Regions from separate parts of the Sus scrofa genome. Here region 2 is linked to region 1. A link is a contact called in public Hi-C data. All regions are on one chromosome and are shown on one strand. The core of a region is the stretch at or near the end of the contact, and the rest is flanking DNA. Distances in the headings are between cores, read along the strand shown. Region 1 holds the start of KCTD2 (BTB/POZ domain-containing protein KCTD2). Region 2 holds the start of CDR2L (cerebellar degeneration-related protein 2-like).

Region 1 (3,474 bases), core at 629-3,128:
GCAAGAAGGCTAGCTTTATGCATCTCCGACTTTAAGGTCATTCCAGGGAGGGTGTTACAGATGTACAGTGATATTCATCATCCAGGCTTTAGCTGGAAATTTTAAAATCTTCCCTCAGAAACAATTACCAACATTCTTCCTTTGGAACGTTTGTTACTAAGAAACAGAAGAAGAAAATGCTATGGTTGCAGGACCAAAATTTTTTGCGTGAGATGGACATACTGACTTCTCTATTGTCCCCGAGTCACATTCCTAATTCCAAGAAAACCTCTGTTTAGTTGGCATTGCTCCTGAGCTCAGGGCCAACATCAGTGGGAGTGTGCATTGGCAGCTGTAACTCACACATCCTAGCTCTGTGCCCAGAGGAAGCTTGGCACTGCCAGGACTTGGCTCTGAGCAGTTTTAATCCTACTCATCTTTACAGTAAAGGGAACAAGAAGAAACTGGCTGCTACTGCAACGAGGAAAATCTGGGGGCAGATAAAAATAATTCTTTTCTGAGCAAGATTTTGGAAACTCTTTAAAGTTAGGGCAGGACCGGTCTTCAATCTGAGATTTATTACTGGAGAAGCAGGAGATGAATAAATGAAATCGACCAATGTTTATCCAACCCCAGCTTTGTTGCAAAGGAACACCTGAGTGCTACCTGGGCTATAAGGCAGTGAAGTAATGGTCAATGCCCATAAATTGGAAATTAAAAGATGAACGTATAAAGTTAAAAAGAAATTCAAACGGCTGAAACTGAAAATGGGTTAAGTGTCTTGTCACTCTCAACTCTTTGGTTAGCAGCCACGCATCTTTTGCCCAATGGCACTCTTTGGGTTTCATTTTCACTAGTCTTAGCCGGTCAGCTTAGATTTGCACTGGCAAATGGTAACCTCTTTCCAAGGAATGTATATGATCTCAAATATGGATCTGAAACAGTGACAGTTACCAGATACGAGCTCAGGGACCAGGATCACAGAAAAGATGTGTAATATCACGAGAAGCACTTCCTGCAGCTGTCATCGTCAGACCCAGGCTTCACCCAACTTGGCACAGGGGTCCGAGAGGAAGTCTGAGAAAGCTACAAAGATGCCTTAGCTCATCCTGACCCAGTTCTGGATGCATCTGCCACAGGCGGTGAGGGGCTGAAGAGGAGCCAGGGAAAAACTCACGCACACCTGAGGGGCTGGGATGAGGTGCAAAGAGGAATTCGGAGGAGGGGTGTGGAGTGGATTCTCGTGGGTGAGAGTGGGCACAGTGTGGGGTAGGAGGCGCTGAGAACGAAGGGCGGGGTAGGAGAGAAAGGCTGCCTGCGCCTGAGGATGGAGAAGAGCCCCTGGCGTTAGCTTGACGGGGAAAGAGGTGGGAAGGGTGTCCCGGCCCGAGGAACCCGCCAGTGAGAAGAGTGGCGCAGCAATCTGGGGACCAGCCTAGGAGGAACGAAGGGGTTCGAAGGCCGGGGGCGCGCCCGAGGGCGGGGCGCACCTTGTCTGAGTCCAGCTCCGGGTCCTCCTGGCAGCAGAGGCGGCAGAGAAAGGACTTGGGCTCCCGGCCTAGGGTCTGCCTGGTGGTCACGAAGTAGGTGCCGCCCACGTTCAGCCGGACCCAGCGGGCCGCGCCGCCGCCCCCTGCCCGCTCGGGCGGTCCGGGACCCGGCTCCAGTGGCTGCGCGGCGGCGGTGGGCGGGCGGCCGTGTCCGCGGGGTGTGGAGCCAGCGGGGCGAGGGCTGGGGGGCCCGCGGCCCGGGCCACCCCCATCTCCCAGCCCGCTCCCGCCACCCCCTCCCAGCCCGGCCATCGCCGGGTCCAGCTGCAGCTCCGCCATCTTGGGCCGCCGCCGCCGCCGCCGCTGCCCGCCCGCCGCCGGGCCGGCCCATCTCTCGGCAGGGAGAGCCGGGCCGGCCCATCGGCGGGGGTGGGGCCGGGGGAGAGGGACTGGAGCGCCCCCAACCAGCGCCCGGGGACCCGTGCTGTGGAGGCGCTGCGGCCGCCTCCGGGGGCGGGATTTCCGGAAGTAGCCGTCATCTCTATTGGCTGTCTTGGGAAACAAGGCCCGTCCCTTTAGCTTTGGGATTGGCTGAGGTGAGGCCTTCCGGTGATCCACTTCCGTTCCTTGCTGCCTTGGACTGAGGGCCTCCGGAGTCGGTGAAGGTGAGTGGGGTTTGGGGCCCTTGGTCGCGACCCTTGCAGGTTCTTCTGCCCTGCTGACTCCAAACCTGGGCCTGATCCTTGTTGCACCCTTGCCGAGGACACCGGGCCCTGCGGTTTCCCCTCTGGCAGTGTCCCAGCTGTTCCACGCTCCCCTTCTCTCCCTTCCCCCCGAGCGCTAGGTCGCAGGGACCATTCTGTGACCTGCTGCCTTTGACTTAGGCGCCTCTACTAACCTTGTCTCGTCTAGCCCGCCCCAGCGCGACCGACTTCAGTAGTCTGGTTTGGAGGGTGAGGAAACGTTTCTCGGAGATAGTTTTAGCTTGCTGGGTGACACTAGGGTTCCAGCATTCGAGGGTGTGAAGCTTTCAGAGCCTCTCAAGTGCAGGGTTCGTTTATCCGTTCAACAGATATTCACTGAGCACCTCCTGTGTGCAATATCTGTTCTAGGCGCTGGGGATTCCGTAGTAAATAAAAGACAACAGTCCCTTTATTTATGAAGCCTACTTTCTGCTGGTGCTTGGAATAGTCTCTGTGAGGGCACTTGTTTGGCGTATTTAAAAGTCAGCTGTCCCTCCCCTCCCCTCTGGGTAACATTAGCTATCCTGAGAGCAAAAGGAAGCAGCAGGTATTGGACGAATGGTTTTTTTTTTTTTTTAAGATCCTGGGGAAGATTTCTTCCATCTCCTTTGCGACTCCCTCTATAGCTTGTAAAGACCTTTGATATTTCAATCTGTTTCCTAATGTCTATTTTCTCATATTCTGTCTTTGTTTAAAAAAGAAATGGCAGTGATGCATTTCCATCTTCTCTCATATTCACACGTGTATTGTATACCTCTTTTAAGGGTATTGCTAGTATACTCAGGGTATGTGCTAATGCTGCAGGGGATGATAAGACATGAATAGCGGGTAGAGAGCCCCTTAAGTTTGTATAAGATTGTAGAGCCGGAGTTCCCTTTGTGCCTCAGCAGGTTAATAGCCTGCCCTCTCCGTGAGAATGCGGGTTCAATCCCTGGCATTCTTCAGTAGGTTACGGACTGGTATTGCCACAAGCTGTGGCCTAAGTCGCACATGGTGGCTTGGATCCAGCTTTGCTGTGGCTGTGGCTGGCTGCAGCTTTGACCCCCTAGCCCAGGAACTTCCATGTGCCACAAGTGCGGCCCTAAAAAAAAGAAAGAAAAAGATTGTAGAGGAAATTGATGTGCAAATTACATTTGGTAACTTTTTAACACCCTTCCTAGGTAAGCAGAGCTATTCTCATTTTTCAGATGAGGAAATTCTGGTCAAGAGTCTGCTCTATTTAACTACGCTTTGTTAAAATGTGTCACGTTCTGTGCACTGGA
Region 2 (3,438 bases), core at 169-2,668, 41 kb after region 1:
GGGGAGGAGAAGGTGGGTGCGGCAGTGCTCCAGCAGGCCTTGGCCCTGACCCTCTTAGGCCTCCTCCTCCTTCCTGTCCTGACAGCCCCGCCCCCTACTCAGAGTGATGTCACCTCGGCCACCTCATCACCAGCTTCTAACCCCCTTCCAGTCACCCTCTTTGCCCTCAGATGGGAAAGAAGGGAAGGTGGCTCCCTCTTTACTCAGGCTGTGATCTGGGGTATTGCTCAGAATTCCCAAACCTGCCCCCCCCCAAACCTTGCGCCATTTGGGAGAGGAAGGGCCGGGGGACTCCTCCCTTCCAAGGCAGATCGGACTCCTGACCGTCTCTGCTTCTCCACAGGCAAAGTACCGCACCCCCATTCTCTCTCTGGGTAGAGAGGAAGGGAGTTGGGGAAACTTTCTAGGAGTCTTAGAGCTCAGGAGTCCTGGGCAGGGAAGGGAGCCGCTGGATTTGGAATGGGATAACTTCCCCCCGCACACACACCCGCGCGCGCACCCACACACACCTCCCACACAAAACCCCTCTCCGCAAAATAGAACCAAGGAGCCACCTCCTGGCCTCCAAAGACTTCCAGCCAGGACTCTCAGGCCCTCCCCAATATGCCCGGGGCGCCTGGGCAGTTCTTGCCTCTAAGACAGAGGAGGCAATCTAGGTGAAATATGCCCCTGTTGTTCCGGGAAAGAGGAAGACCGCTCCCTCCACTTTTGCAGGTCTCCACCGGTCCGGTTCGAGTCCTCCCGGGCAGCGCTCCCTCTCTCCACGTTCGCATTCTCCAGACGCATCACCCCTCCGAGTCTGCCGCGCCGGGTGCAGATCAGCCCTCCCCGGGGTGTTACTTCCCAACAATGGAGAAGCGGACAGGGGTCGCGGGGCGCTCCCCGATTTGCCGCCCCCTGCGCTCACCCTGCTCCAGGTCCTGCTGGTCGTACCAGGGCTCCTCTTCCTCTGCAGTGAAGTCTTCCATCCTGGCAGCCCTCCGCATGGCCCCGCAGGCGGCAGGCGGGCGCTGCGGCGGTGCTACTCAGGGCCGGGGCGCAGGGCCCGGGACAATGCAGCGGAGGCGGGCCGAGCCTCCCGCGTCGCGAACTCGGGCTGCAGCGCCCCCGCCCGCGCCGCGCCCCCTCGCCATCGGCCGCAGACCGTTGGCGCGCCGCCGCGATCCGGCCCGGTCGGGGTCCTGCGGAGCTGGGGGCACCGGGCGGCGGCCGCACAAAGGGTGGAGGGGCGGGGACGGAGGGCGGGCGGCGGCAAGGAAGGCCCAGGCACGCCGACAGGTCTGGGGAGCTAGGATTTCGCGGGCGCCGAGGCGGGCGCCCCCTGCCCCGCTCCGGCCTGCGCTGCCCCGGGACCACCCGGCGACACCCAGAGCCTCCGCTGCATCTTGGCGGGGTTGGCCCCGCGCTTCCCAAGCACCCCGCTCCGCGGGGTGGAGCCAGCTGCCTCTGACCAATCAGGAGACATATGCAAAGCTAGAGGCGGGCCCGAGGGTGGGATCTCCCTGGCGTCCTGGTCTGGCGGTTGCTGAACCAACCCCACCTTCCCTTCAAGTCGGACTCCAGTTTACATCTCAATGTCTGAAATCTTTTTATTTTGTTTACCTATCGTCTCTCTCTCTTCGTCGATCTCCTGAAAGCGATGATCTTCTCTTTTGTTCACAACTGGCTCTTCAGCATCTATTTGTTACCTTCTATGGACACTTAGAATGAATGAAAATTAGTTTACAATTACCTTTAAGAAATTATGTTTGAATGTCTGCGGCCTGAAACATCAGGCCAGGAGTAGTGAACTTTGAGTGTAACCTGCATTCTGGGCCTTTCCCTTTAAGGTCCTGTTTCCCTCTCTTTGGAACCCATATCCTGAATCCAGTTACAGCCATTAAACCATATACAGTTTCACCTATCCGAGCATAGGAGTTTACAGGCTCAGGCATACATGTAACTCATTAGGACCCACCCTGTGCTGGCACTGTTGAAGCACCCTGAGTATAACTAAGTCTGAATATATGTGGCCAATACATCCGACAAAGGACTTGTATTCAGAATATACAAAGAACACTTGCAAATCCACAAGAAAAAGAAAGATAGCACAGTAGAAAAGTGGGTAAAAGACTTGACCAAGCACTTCTCCCATGGCCAGAATGATCCAATAAACATGTGACAGGGTGTTGAACTTATTCAGAAGGGTCAACACCTGTAGAGAAAGTGAGGAGGCAAGGTTGGCTGAGGGAGAGGTTGGGTTGGGATGTGGTCCAACCAGCATCCTCGAGACACTATGTTGGGTCCTCGACCTGTTAAGCCACAATGGGAACTCCAATATGTTATATTTTAATAAAATAGTTTACTTAAGAAGAAAAGGAAAACACCCCATAGCTGACATGCAGGCAGTTTCTGCCCTCATGTAGCTTTCTTTCTGATGGAGATAAATAAACAAACTATTACAACCTGCAACTTGTGCTATGAAGGAAATTAACAGGGTTCTGCAAGAAAGTTTGGGGGAAGGTTCAGGAAAGCCCTCCCTTGAGAGTGACAACTAAGCTGATACAAAAAGGTGCCAGTCCTGCCAAGCTCTGAGGGCAGAGTGTGTTCTAGGCATAGGTGACAGCAAGGTCAAAGGTTCTAAGACAGAAAGAGCTTAACACATATAAGGAACTGATGGAAGCCCAGTGGGGCTGGAGTGGAGTGAATAGAAGAGAGATGAATTGGAGTTAGGGCCATGGGAAGGGGATTTTTTTTTGGGGGGGTGTACCCAAATAGACAAAGAGAACCAATATTTCAGTTGTGAAATATCACTGGCAATTTTGGAGCACAGATTGGAGGGGAGCAAGAGTGGAAGCAAGAAGACCAGTTCAGAGGCTTTGCGGTCATCTACAAGAGAAGAAAAGTGGGATGGGCAAGGCTGGTGGCAGTGGAGGTGGAGCCAGATGAAGAGTGCTCAAGGTGTAAAACTGAGATGTGCAGATGAATTGACTGCAGAATCAGAGTGATGACTTGGACGTCTGGCTTCAGTCACTGGATGGTGGCGATGCCATTGAGATGGGGGCAAAACGAGTCTAAGGGACAAGCAGGTTGGGAGGCTGAGTTCCAGAGGGATCTGGTCGGCATTCCCAAACTGCCAACCTCCTCCCATGTGTTCATTTCTTCCTTCTGCAGCCCTGTGGAAATGGAGCCAGGGCTCCTCCCACCCAGGGAGTTTAGGGAGTCCCCAGAGAACAAGGGCAGAGGGTGTGGGGCTGGGCTTGAGCAGTGAGGATGCTAGCAATGAAAGGCAACCTCTCAACCTGAAAATTCACCTCCAACCCCTGCAGCTAAGGATGCTTTCAACAATGACTTAGATGACACCCATGTCTGAAAACATCCAGCTCCAAAGGCACCTCTCAGCTTTTGGCCTTTACCACACTGGCCACACCCTCCTCATGACCCAAATACCCTCCTTTC

What was found. Hi-C and Micro-C count contacts between places; a contact is called where the count stands out from the background.
Region 2: a Hi-C map of liver shows a contact between it and region 1, with 2.8 times the contacts expected there. The contact joins the promoter of CDR2L here to the promoter of KCTD2 in region 1. A contact is called at or near these places in 1 of 5 promoter capture datasets (liver), 16 of 47 Hi-C or Micro-C datasets (brain, embryonic fibroblasts, epiblast stem cells and 8 more) and 1 of 2 datasets of contacts at active chromatin or transcription factors (skeletal muscle).

What each region holds. Positions count from the first base shown.
Region 1 is chr12:6,239,485-6,242,958 of Sscrofa11.1, forward strand. It overlaps KCTD2 (BTB/POZ domain-containing protein KCTD2), which reads right to left and starts at 1,879. Exons shown (of 6, transcript XM_021066666.1): 1 at 1,470-1,879. The coding sequence starts at 1,808. It also overlaps a transcript of ATP5H not described here.
Region 2 is chr12:6,281,053-6,284,490 of Sscrofa11.1, forward strand. CDR2L (cerebellar degeneration-related protein 2-like) reads right to left here and starts at 1,419. Exons shown (of 5, transcript XM_003482949.4): 1 at 908-1,419. The coding sequence starts at 986.